Linked DNA regions of Pan troglodytes: region 2 is linked to region 1. Evidence: chromatin contacts called from public HiChIP or PLAC-seq data. All regions are on one chromosome and are shown on one strand. Each heading gives the region's core, a stretch centred on a gene start, on an enhancer-like site or on the middle of the called end of the contact. The rest is flanking DNA. Distances are from core to core; before and after follow the strand shown. Region 1 holds the start of DYRK1B (dual specificity tyrosine phosphorylation regulated kinase 1B). Region 2 holds the start of FCGBP (Fc gamma binding protein).

What was found. HiChIP or PLAC-seq counts read pairs in DNA pulled down with a chosen protein or histone mark.
Region 2: an H3K4me3 HiChIP or PLAC-seq map of stem cell-derived excitatory neurons shows a contact between it and region 1, with 2.2 times the contacts expected there. The contact joins the promoter of FCGBP here to the promoter of DYRK1B in region 1. A contact is called at or near these places in 1 of 7 Hi-C or Micro-C datasets (stem cell-derived neural progenitor cells) and 1 of 1 datasets of contacts at active chromatin or transcription factors (stem cell-derived excitatory neurons).

The regions. Positions count from the first base shown.
Region 1 is chr20:42,901,851-42,907,902 of NHGRI_mPanTro3-v2.0_pri, forward strand. It overlaps DYRK1B (dual specificity tyrosine phosphorylation regulated kinase 1B), which reads right to left and starts at 4,578. Exons shown (of 11, transcript XM_054674079.2): 1 at 4,551-4,578; 2 at 2,120-2,283; 3 at 979-1,098; 4 at 690-878; 5 at 195-342. The coding sequence starts at 2,182. FBL (fibrillarin) reads right to left here. Exons shown (of 9, transcript XM_016935931.2): 8 at 4,983-5,128; 9 at 4,773-4,877. The coding sequence ends at 4,853.
Region 2 is chr20:43,053,827-43,060,136 of NHGRI_mPanTro3-v2.0_pri, forward strand. It overlaps FCGBP (Fc gamma binding protein), which reads right to left and starts at 4,362. Exons shown (of 40, transcript XM_063801672.1): 1 at 4,283-4,362. PSMC4 (proteasome 26S subunit, ATPase 4) reads left to right here and starts at 3,714. Exons shown (of 11, transcript XM_001141307.6): 1 at 3,714-4,641; 2 at 5,549-5,647; 3 at 5,772-5,958. The coding sequence starts at 4,606.

The DNA.
Region 1 (6,052 bases), core at 3,328-5,827:
GACCATTACCAAGTAAATAGGACAAAAATCATAAAAGCAGCAGGAGAATCACTGATGTCAGAGAAGCACAGACCAAACCCTGCTCTGAAGACATCAGCCTCCTCCTGAGGGTAGGGCGGGGGTGTGACCCATCCCTACTGGCTCCAGCTCCCGCTATCCCAGGTGCCCACAGCCCTGCCAGTCCCAGGCCTCACCTATATAGTACTTCATCTCCGTGTCATGCTGGTTCATCAGCTCTAGCAGCCGCAGCTCAATCTGGGCCTGGTTCAGGAAAGCCTTTTTGTTCTTGATGATCTTGATGGCCACAAGCTCCTGGGTCTGATGATCATAGGCTTTCACCACCTGTTGGGGCAGGGCATGTCACGAAGAAAGGGGTGGGAGCAGGACAGAGCCAGGCACCATTCTTCTCCCTCCAGGCAAGGAGACCCACCAAGAACACTATGCATACTTCGCAGCTGAGTGCGCACCATTAGTCAGGCGCTGGTGTAAACACTGGACGTGAAATAACATAACGACCTTATGTTGAGTCTTGTTATTTAAAGTGTTTTACAGAAAAGGCGACTGAGGCACAGGAAAACTAAGTGGGCTAGGGTGAGTGGCCCAGCATGGGACTTGAAGCCACTGAACCACTGGGTGTGTGATCAATGTTAGTGGGGCCTTGGATCAGGGTGGTGGGGGGTGTCCCACACCTGGCCAAAGGAGCCTTTGCCAATGAGCGAGTCAATTTCGTAGCGCTCCAGCCAGCGCTCGCCACTGCGCACGATGTAGTCATGGTTGTCGTCATCATAACCATGGTTCAGGACCTTCTTCTCCTTCTTGTTGCTCGAATCCTGGGGTGGCGCCTGCTGGGCCCGCCGCTTCTTCTTCGCATAGTATACCTGCCCAGCCAGCCAGCCAGGAGATGGGGACTGGTGAGTGACTCATGCCAGCAGACAAGACCCTCGGCACCCAGCCCAGGATCCCCCAGCCCCTGCCCACCTCATTGATGTGCTTGTAGGTCTTGATGAGGTCCACAGAGAGCTTACGCAGCGGGGCTGAGGTTGCATCCCGGAAGGCCAGGGGCAGCCTCCGAGGCAGTAGCCGCACATCAGGCAATACCTGCAGGGCAGGGTGAGGGGTGGGCACTGAGGACGTGCCTTCACCTCCGACCTCAAGAGGAAGAACTGTAAGGGCTGCTGGCACATCATGTATTTGGTTGCTGTCTGTATTTGTTCCACCTGTCTAGGAAAGAAACTCCCCCAGGGCTGAGACTTTCTCTTGTTCTTACTGTACCTCCAGTGCCTACAGCAGGGCCTGGCACACAATGGATGCTCTTAGAGATCTGTGGTGTGAATGAGTGAACTCTGACCTTTCACCCCTCACCTTTACTCCTTTCTGAACCTCAGAGGGAGAGATCATACGGAAAACCTGGGCTCTGTTCCTCCCCATTCTTCACTTTGAAGCCAGCCATTTTGGGTATCCTCTGAAGTACCTCTATCTCAATTTACCCTCATCCCTTGGGCCTCAACCCATACCCCCACCAACTCTTTGCACAGTTCTTTCACCCCAAGGCTCTTGGATCTGGATCTGGCCCCTGGACCTCCCACTTCATCCTGCTTCAAGCTCTGCATGTCACTGCCTTCGCTGCCTCTAGCCTTGGAGAGCTTTGCCCTCACCACCCATGCCTGTTGGCCTCAAGACCCTTTAGACTCAACCCCCCTCCAAATTCACCCAATCCAGATCTTTCACTCTGAACTTTTCTTAGTGAGCATTTATTGGGTATTTACTATGTGCCAGGCACCATTCTAAGTGTTTTACATGCATACCATTAACTCATTTAATCCTCACAACAACCCTGTGAGGTAGGTATCATTACTGGCCCCATTTCACAGAATGAGTTGAGTTCTCCAACTCAAGTATGGAGAACCTAAGCAATTTAACCACTGGATCAGGATTTGAACCCAGCCTCTCCAAACCCTGACTCTGCCTGAAAACTCCTCTGTTATTTTCCAATCCCATGGGACCCATTATGTGCCCAGAAGAATGTCTTGGGCAACCACACTACCTTTTGGTCTGGAGACCTTTCTATCCCCAGCCTCCCCCTACCACCACGCAGGTGAGGAGCCAGCTGAACGCGTACCTGCGTGTGCTCCTGGGGCCCTGGGAAGCCAGAGAAGGGACCATGGCCCGGTGGGACGGCCATGGTGGGCTCAGAGGGCCGCAGGGGAGCGAGGCCTGGAGCGGGAGCCCGGCCGGGGGGCGCCTTCTTGCATCCTGCACCTCGGCTGCCACCGCCGCTGAGACCTGAGAGCAGACAGGAAGTGGGAAAACAACATGGAACAAGGGGATATGTGAATAGTGCCAGGCGGGGAAGAGTGGACATGAGAAAGGCAGGGCACAGAGAGAAGAGGAAAAGGGCACAACGGAGCAGCAGATAGCAATGAGGAGAAGGGGCAGAGAAGTGGTAGCCAGGTGGGGGGGGATGGCACAGCAGTCCCTCGACAAATAATGATCAAGTAAATGATTAAGGCAGCACAAAGAGAACACATAAAAGACAATGATTGGGGGCCAAGCAGGGGTCGATATGAGCCATCACAGGGAAAGGAGGACAGGAAGACACCAATAATTCAGAGGAGGAAAAGAAAAAAGAAACCACAGACAGTATGCAGAGGAGTAGGCTTCATTCTTGTCTCACTACTCGTGGCCCTCCCCAGGGCCCCTAACACAAGATGCCACTTTCTGTAGTCTTCCCTGAACATCAGGATCTCAGCCCGTAGCACAGCCAGGGCCAATACTTCAAGATCTATCCTTCTCAGTAGATTCCCTCAACCCAGAGAACTCTAGGATTCCCAAACCACATGAGTCTTCCCCTCCCAAACCACAGCAGAGTCCTCTGCAGCCCTAAAACCACATCAGCGTCCTTGGGGACCTCCCAACCACACCAAAGTTATCTGAGAACCTCTATAGAACAGAGTCCTATCTCTACAGCATTCTCATCCACCAGGGCACGATTTTCCTAGGGGACCCTCTCCATATCATGCCAAGACCGCTTCCCTATTTCAGGTCCTCCATATTAGGAACCAGCCTTCCAGGTAGTCTCCCTGTACCATATCCCAATTCCCCCTACCACAACAGGGCTCTTCCCCATATTACTCCAATATCCCATCCCAATCAAGGCCCACTCCTCCTGATGGGAGAAGGAGGAGGTGTCTCTTCCCACAGTTTAGAGTGATCATCCTTTTCTCCCCTACACTGCTTCCTTGCCCCCCTACACACACACACACACCCTAATATTCCTACCACAGACCTTTCTCCAGGCACCCCTCTTTATACCAGGGTCATTCCACAACTGTGTCCACTCCTAGAGGGCCTCAAAGTCAAATCCCCAAGTTATCACATAGGGTTCTCTCTTCCCAGAGTTGTCAGCTACAGCAAAAATCTTCTCCCCATGGGCCACTCTCTCCCCCATGTCAAATCCCTTTCTCCTATTCCATGCCTTGCCACTCCACGACTCCTCCACCCTTGGAGCTTCCCCCCAAAACCACCTCTTCTCCGGGGCCCTCCCACACCAGGATCATCTCTCCCAGCCCCCACCCCCTACCCGGGTCAGGGCTGGCGCGGGGCCCACGGGGGGCTGGGGCGCGGTGGGGCCCCCAGTGGGGTGGGCGAGCGGCCAGCATGGCGGCGGTGGCGGCGCTGAAAAGGCGACCGCCTGTCTCTGGCCCGGCCGGCCCCGCGGCGGGGAGGGCAAGCGGGACAGGAGGCCCGGTGGGTGACAACAGCAGCCGCCACTGCCACCGGGGGCGGGGAGAGGAGGGGACAAGGGTCAGCCCAGGGCACGCGGGGGAAGAGTAGAGCAGGTGGACGGGGGAGGGGCGACACGCCCCACCCTGAGTGGCCACCAGCCCCTAGGGACCCGACGTCCCGCCCCCCACCCAGGAGGCCCTCCTGGGCCTGCTGAGACCGGAAGGCGGGGCCCGACTGAGCTTGGCAATCGGCACCTGCCATGGCAACAACTGTACCATTGGTCGCTGGTGCCAAGAGCTCAGCCAATCACAGCCTAGGGCAGCTGTTGCTAGGCGACGAAGAAGCGGCCCGCGGAGCTGAGCCCAAACAAAGGGCGGGAGTGGGGCCCGGCTACCCCCTCCCAGCCTCCCTCCTGCAACTGCTCCCTCGGGCTTGGCCGGTTCCAGGAATTCAACTATGAATAGCCAGGCAGGGCCCGCACCTGCCTGCCACCCCCCTCCTCTCCTCCCTTGGCCTCGTGCTAAGTCTCACGGCGACGGGAGCAGGGCGGATCCCGTCCTGCCCACCTCCCTGCGACCGCTTGCCGCCCCACCCGTCCCCGCGCCGTTACCTGAAGGAGCGGGCAAGGGGACTCAAACTGCTCGGGGAGCCCGAGCTCAGACCTGCCCACTGGCTGAGGGTATCCGGCGGACGCGGCAAGCCAGGGCCCCGATTACCCAGTAATGCAACCAGCAAAATGGCGACCACAACAAACCGGCCCCCCCACGCCCTGGACTCCGCCCCCATCCCTCCCTCTCCGCTCCCCTCACGTGACCCACACTGACACTCCGCCTGCGCGAGATGGCCGCTTACCTGCACGCATGCGCAGCGAGCTACCAATCCCACCCAAGAACCGAAATACCGGCTGCCGCTGCGCAAAAGGCAGCTAGAAACGGAGCATGCGCTCTGTGACCGAGTGAGAATTTACCCAACCCCGCAAAATTGACCAAGGGTGCGTGCTCCCTGTGTCAGCAGGTCAAGGGGAGGAATGAGCAGCAGACATGGGAGACGGATGAGTCTTTTAATAGAAAAACACACGTGCAACAGTATCAACACACATCTCTCGCAATCCTGACAGCGCTGAACTTCAGTTCTTCACCTTGGGGGGTGGCCTGTGAGAGGAAGATAGGTGATGAAGGAGGGTCCCCAGGATCATGGCACTCGGGGTGCAAGGGACAGAGATGTCTGTCTTGGTGTATTGCTGGGCCCCTGCTCACCTGTACACTCCCACGACCACGGCATGGTCTCTTTCGTATGGCTCAAGGGTCAACTGCTCCTGCGGCTTCATGTTCTCCTGTTGCATCTTTTTCACTTCGGAGGCAAACACGGCCTCGGCTGAGGCTGTGGAGTCAATGCAGTTGGCCTAAAGAGGAGAAAGGACTAATGTCTACAACAGGGCTTTGGGCTGTTTTTCTATTGTGTGCTCTTTAAACCAGATGTTTTCATTATTAATTCAAGTAAAACTCAGTGCTATGGTTCTAGTGTGTCCCCCAAAGTTCATGTGTTGGAAACTTAACCCTTAAATGCAAGAGTTGAGAGGTGGGACCTTTGAGAGATGATTCAGGTCATGAGGGCTCTGCCTTCCTGAATAGAGTAATGCTATTATCACAAGAGTGAGTTGCTGATTAAAAGGATGATTATGCCCCCTTTCTATCTTGCTCTCAACCTTCTGCCAATGGATGACAGCAAGAAGGCCCTCGCCAGATTCAGACCTCCAATCTTGGACTTTCCAGCCTTTGGAACTGGGAGCCAAATAAATTTCCATTCATTATAAATTACCCAGTCTAAGGCTGGGCGTGGTGGCTCATGCCTGTAATCCCAGCACTTTGGGAGGCCAAGGTGGGTCAATCACGAAATCAGGAGATTGAGACCATCCTGGTCAACACGGTGAAACCCTATCTCTACTAAAAATACAAAAATTGGTCGGGTGTGGTGGCGCACACCTGTAGTCCCAGCTACTCGGGAAGCTGACGCAGGAGAATCGCTTGAACCCGGGAAGTGGAGGTTGCAGTGAGCCGAGATCGTACCACTGCACTCCAACCTGGTGACAGAGTAAGACTCCATCTCAAAAAATAAAAATAAAAATAAAAATAAATAAATTACCCAGTCTATAGCATTCTGTGATAGCTGCATAAAATGGGCTAAGACACTCGGGTTTAGGAAATGTGATAAAAGGCTTAATGAAAGTTTTTGGCTGGGTGCAGTGGCTCGTGCCTGTAATCCTAGCACTTTGGGAGGCTGAGACAGGCAGATTGCCTGAGCTCAGGAGCTCCAGAGCAGCCTGAGC
Region 2 (6,310 bases), core at 3,112-5,611, 150 kb after region 1:
GGGTCTCAAAAAAAAAAAAAAGAAAAGTTCATTGATCCTAGCCCTTGCCTCTGCCTGTGTGTACGAAAATATCGAAGAGGATTAATGATTATGTGTCACACCCAAACCTTGATGGGATTTTGCTCTCATGTAACTTCTGAGAACATGAGCTGCAGCCACCTGTATAAAAACCGCAGGCTGAAACCCTCCGGAGCAGTCCAACGGTTACTCTGAAAGACTCTCCCAGGTTGTGATCCTCAGTAAGACTTCTGAATCAAACTAACTTTAATTCTCTAAAAGTAGGTTTTTCTCTTTCCTTCCTTTTTTTTTTTTTTTTTTTTGAGACAGGGTCTCTCACTCTGTCGCCCATGCTGGAGTGCAGTGGCATAATCTTGGCTCACTGGCAGCCTTGACCTCCTAGGCTCAAGTGATTTTCCCACCTGAGCCTCCTGAGTGGCTGGAACTACGGGCGCACGACCATGCTGGGTTAATTTTTAAACATTTTTTGGTCTCACTATGTTGCCCAGGGTGGTCTTGAGCTCCTGGGCTCAAGCAACCCTCCTGCCTGCACCTCCCAAAGTGCTGAGATTATAGGAGCAGGAATGAGCACTTGGCCTGATTTTTGTTTTAGTTCACAATAGTCAGTGTTCAGGAAATGGTTATTTATGATTATTATCCATAAAAATTCCAAAGGGATACACTGATTTGTCATTACCAAAGGGGCCAGAGAGAACCTGGCAATTATTTGGGCTTAGGGGAATAAAGGCAAAGCTCTCAGATGAGTTTCAGTCTGAAGCCTGGAAACAGGAAGGATGGGAGGCCAGGGGCAAGATGATGGATTCCATTTTAAGTAATAGATTCTAAGTCTCAAGTAAAAATCGAGGTTGCCTTTTGGGTGTAAAGTAGAAACCTGGGATACAGAATTAAGAGTTGCCCAAGTTAGGCACGGTGGCTCACGCCTGTAATCCCATCACTTTTCGAGGCTTGGGAGGGTAGATCACTTGAGATTAGGAGTTTGAGACTAGCCTGGCCAGCATGGCCAAACTCCGTCTCTACTAAAAATACAAAAAATTACCCAGGTGTGGTGGCCCACGCCTATAGTCCCAGCTGCTCCAGAGGCTGAGGCATGAGAATCACTTGAACCTGGGAGGCAGAGTTGCAGTGAGCCAAGATTGTGCCACTGCACTCCAGCCTGGGCGCCAGAGCAAGGCTCTGTCTCAAAACAAAAACAAAAACAAAAACAAAAACTTACAGAATTAAGAGTTGCTCATGCAGAGGAAAACAAAAAGATTTATTGTCATTGTCATTTTCCCTTTTTTTGTGGAAACACAGACACTAGGACCTTAAGAAAGGCAGGAGCCAGATCTAATGAATCTCTGGGTTCTCCCAGCAGAGTGATGCTCCCTACTCAGTGGTCTCCACTGAGCAGGAGCCACCAATTCTCTCTGTAACTTAATGGAAGTGGCTTTCCCCTGTCTGCACCTCAGTTTCATTTGTAAAATGAGGAAAAGCAAACCTACCTCTGAGGGCTGTTATGAGATCATGGTTTGGAATTTTCCTGGCCAAAAGTAAATGCACAAGTGGTGTCTCGTGTGACAACCCATGATCCATCCACCAAACAGAAAACAATGTCCAAACACACAAAATATCAAAAGTATACATACAAATGGTGGGAGTGTAAATTAATACAGTCTGACAGTGTCTACTAAAGCTAAATACATACCTGCCCTACGACCAGCAATTCCACACTTGGGTCTATTTTGTTTTTGTTTTTCTTTGGGAGGGGGATCTATTTTCAGAAGAAATGAATACATAAGTTTGCCCAAAGAAATATTCATACTAGAATACTAGAATATTCATAGTGAATATTCATAGTGAGAGACTAGAATATTCATAGTGAGAGACAGGACTAGCTGGATTTCCTAGGCCGACTAAGAATCTCTAAGCCAACTGGGAAGGTGACCGCATCCACCTTTAAACAAGGGGCTTGCCACTTAGGTCACACCCAACCAATCAGGTAGTAAAGAGAGCTCACTAAAATGCGAATTAGGCAAAAACAGAAGGTAAAGAAATAGCCAATCATCTAACGCCTGAGAGCACAGAGAGAGGGACAATGATCGGCGGGATATAACCCAGGCACTGGAGCCCGCAACGGCAATCCCCTTTGGGTCTCCTCCCATTTTATGGGAGTCTGTTTTCACTCTATTAAACCTTGCAACTGTACACTCTTCTGGTCTGTGTTTGTTATGGCTTGAGCTGAGCTTTCGCTCACTGTCCACCGCTGCTGTCTGCTGCCATGGCAGCTGTGGCAGACCTGCCGCTGACTTCCACCCCTCCGGATCCGGGTGTCCACTGCACTTCTGATCCAGCGAGGCGGCACCCATTGCCGCTCCCAATTGGGCTAGAGGCTCGCCATTGTTCTTGCGCGGGCTAAGTGCCCGGGGTTCCTCCTAATCGAGCTGAATAGAGCTATAACACTCACCGCATGGCCCAAGATTCCATTCCTTGGAATCCGTGAGGCCAAGAACCCCAGGTCAGAGAACAAGAGACTTACTGCCATCTTGGAAGCGGCCCACCACCATCTTGGGAGCTCTAAGAACAAGGACCCCCAGTAACAATAGCACCATAACACCCCTAAACTGGAAAATATCCAGTCTGAGGTATAGGGCATAGTCATAAAATGGAAACCATCCAGAATGAAAATGAAAGAACTATTTCTACACACAGTATGCATGAATCTCACAAAAACAACATTAACTAAAAGAAGCCAAACACAGTACACAGAGTACTGGGCTAGAGAGAAGGAGAATTCAAAACAAACAAAAGTAACCCAGCTGTTACAAGTCGGGGCGAGTCCAACCAGGCACAGTGGCTCATGTCTGTAATCCCAGCACTTTGGAAGGCTGAAGTGGGAGGATCATCTGAGTCCAGGAGTTCGTGACCAGCCTGGGCAACACAGCAAAACCCTATCTCTACAAAAAACATTTTAAAATTAGCAAGGCGTGGTGGCACACGCCTGTAGTTCCAGATGCTTGGGAAGCTGAGGTATAGGATTGCTTGAGTCTGGGAGGTTGAACCTGGAGTGAGTAGTGATCTCACCACTGCACTCCAGCCTGGGCAACAGAGCAAGAACCTCTTTCAAAAGATATATTTTTAAAGGCTACATGGGGTGGGTCATGCCTGTAATCCCAGTGCTTTCAGAGGCTGAGGAGAGAGGATAGCTTGAGGCCAGCAGTTGGAGACTCTAGTGAGCTATGATCGTGCCACTGCACTCCAGCCTGGGCGACAGAGACTCTATCTCTTAAAAAAAAAAAGAAAAAAGACAGATGAATGATAACCTTTAGAAGGGATCGGGAGGCCGGAAGTGGTGGCTCACGCCTATAATCCCAGCACTTTGGGAGGCCAAGGCAGGCAGATCACTTGAGGTCAGGAGTTTGTGACCGGCCTGGCCAACATGGTGAAACCCTGTCTCTACTAAAAATACAAATATTAGCCTGGGCAACAGAGTGAGACTCCGTCTCGGGGCGGGGAGTGGAGGGGGGAGAAGAAGGGATGGGGGAAAGGGGAGCACATGAGGCTTCTACTGTTTGGTTTTGCGATCTGGATTCAGGTTGTATGGGCATGTTCACTTTGTGTAATTTTGTCGAGCTGTAATGATTTGTGCTCTTCTCTTTATTTAACTTCAATAAAAGGTTTACTTAACAAAAATTGTAGCTGGTGTGAAGGGTAGCAGTGTATCCCTGGGGCCAAGAGTACAGGCTTTGGGGACAGACAGACCTGGGTCCCAATCTATGCTTTGTCCCTTCGGCACATTGTTGACTGTGGCCGGTGGCTTCGTGGCTCTGAGCTTGTCTCCTTCTCTATAAATGAGGAAACATAATACCTGCGACGATGACGTCTGTAAAGCTTAAGCACAGGACCTGGCATAGATCTGCAAGGCGGAAACCTGGGATACAGAACTAAGGTCTATGGATCTCCTGTGCAACCCAACTTCTGGGCACTCGCTGCCTCCTTTTCCCCAGCCCAGACGCGTGGGTTCTACTCGATTGGTTGCTCACTGCGGGCTCGGGGCTCCTCAATCCCGGGGTAAAGCCCAGTATGAAATGTCACCTTCAGGGGCAGCTCGGATCTTCCCACGCCCGCGCGGCGCACAATCTTGGGATCAGCGCCACGTGGAGACCTTACCCGCCCGTACGATCAATCCCTTCTGTGGAACCCAGCTCAAGGACCCTCCAGCCCAGACACTAGAAAGCGAAGAGCAGTTGGCCGCCAGACTGTCCGTGCCAGAGCTCTGCGAACTTACTCCGTTGAAAGAGCAACGGGGCTGCGCCACCTCCCGGAGAGAACCCCCAGCCCTCCACGGCAGGGCGAGATGGCGCCATCGCGTGATACTGCGCACGCGCACAGCTCCCGTCCCGCCCTCGCGCCTGCGGGTACGGACAGCGCATGAGCTTATGTTGAGGGCGGAGCCCAGACCAGCCCTTCGTCCTATCCTGCCCTTCCAGCACCTCTCAGCGGTAACTTAAACTACACTTCCCAGAAGCCTCCTCAGCCAGGGACTTCCGTTGTCGTCAGCGGAAGCGGTGACAGATCATCCCAGGCCACACAGAGGCCGGCTTGGTCACTATGGAGGAGATAGGCATCTTGGTGGAGAAGGCTCAGGTACAGTGGGGACTTGGGCTTTTTAGTCCGGGCCGGGCTCGCGGGGAGAGGGTGAAGCCAGACCTGAGTGGGGGGAGGAATGGCTTCCAGGACCCCGGCCCAGGTTGGGGTTATTTCAGAGGCCTCGGTGGAGAGCTTTGTGCCATTCGAAGGCCTGTCTGGGTGGCCGAGTGATGGTAGGAGGTAAGGCTCAGAAAGCGGGGCTGGGGGAGTGAGTGACGTTAGTGGGTCTTTGAGACGGATTGATTTCGAACCCTGGCCGGTAGTGCTTAGTGAGGTCGGTGGCCCGGCGTTGGGATTGGGTCAGGCGGTGAGTGATGTATGGGATCCCGCCGTGCGGCCGAGTGATCCCCGGGTCTAGGCTGCGGGGCTGACTGATGTTCAGGGCTTTGCTGATGGGGGTAATGGGGCGGGTAGTTAAGTATTATCTGTGGCTTGGCTGAGTGATATTTAGGTCTAATGTGAGTTAGGAGACTGTGACATAAGGGATCTTTGAGGGGAAACTGGGGAATGTTGGGACTCGTTGAAGGCGCAGTCACTTTAACAGCCTATCTAGGAGAGCCATGTGACATTAGGAACCTCTTGAAGGGGATTGGGTGGCATTTGGGTCTGATAAGGAGTTGATGTGACGTTTAGATCCTAGTTGGGGGTTGTGTGACACTGGGGACATGTTATGAGTGGTATATGATAACATAAGATCTGTTTGAGGGGCAAGTTGACATAAAGAGCTTGTTTAGGTGGCCAAAAGGTTTCCAGGATCTATTTAGAGGGTCTTAAGATATCAGGGGTCTGTTAGGAGCTAAGTGACATCAGGGTGAAGTGGGGAGGGGAACAAACATTAGTGAAGTTGAGAAGCTTTCATGAGAGGACTGTCTTCTTCCAATGTGAGTTATCCCCTTTGGTCTAGGATGAGATCCCAGCACTGTCCGTGTCCCGGCCCCAGACCGGCCTGTCCTTCCTGGGCCCTGAGCCTGAGGACCTGGAGGACCTGTACAGCCGCTACAAGGTACATTCAACCCCCAACCCAGACCTTGCACAGGACCTGGCATCTCATACTCTTCCCCACTTTCCACCACTCTCTGGATCAGCAAGTCTGGAGCCATCCCCTTCTGTCCCCTCTCTGCTCGCAGAAGCTGCAGCAAGAGCTGGAGTTCCTGGAGGTGCAGGAGGAATACATCAAAGATGAGCAAAAGAACCTGAAAAAGGAATTTCTCCATGCCCAGGAGGAGGTGAAGCGAATCCAAAGCATCCCGCTGGTCATCGGACAATTTCTGGAGGCTGTGGATCAGAATACAGCCATCGTGGGCTCTACCACAGGTGTGCTAAGGACACCTCATTCATTCATCTGTCCACTTAACAACTATTTCCTACCATGTGCTAGGCAGCAGCAAACAAGGCAGGGCAGTGCAGTGCAATGTTCTTCAGAGTATTTTGACTGATCGAAAGGTAGAAATACATACATATATATATATATACACGTATATATGTATATCTATGTTTTTTTTGTTTGTTTGTTTTTTGTTTTGAGGCAGAGTTTTGCTCTTGTCCAGGCTGGAGTGCAATGGCATGATCTCGGCTCACTGCAACCTCCACCTCCCAGGTTCACACGATTCTCCTGTCTCAGCCTCCCAAGTAGCTGGGATTACAGGCATGGACCACCAAGTCTGGC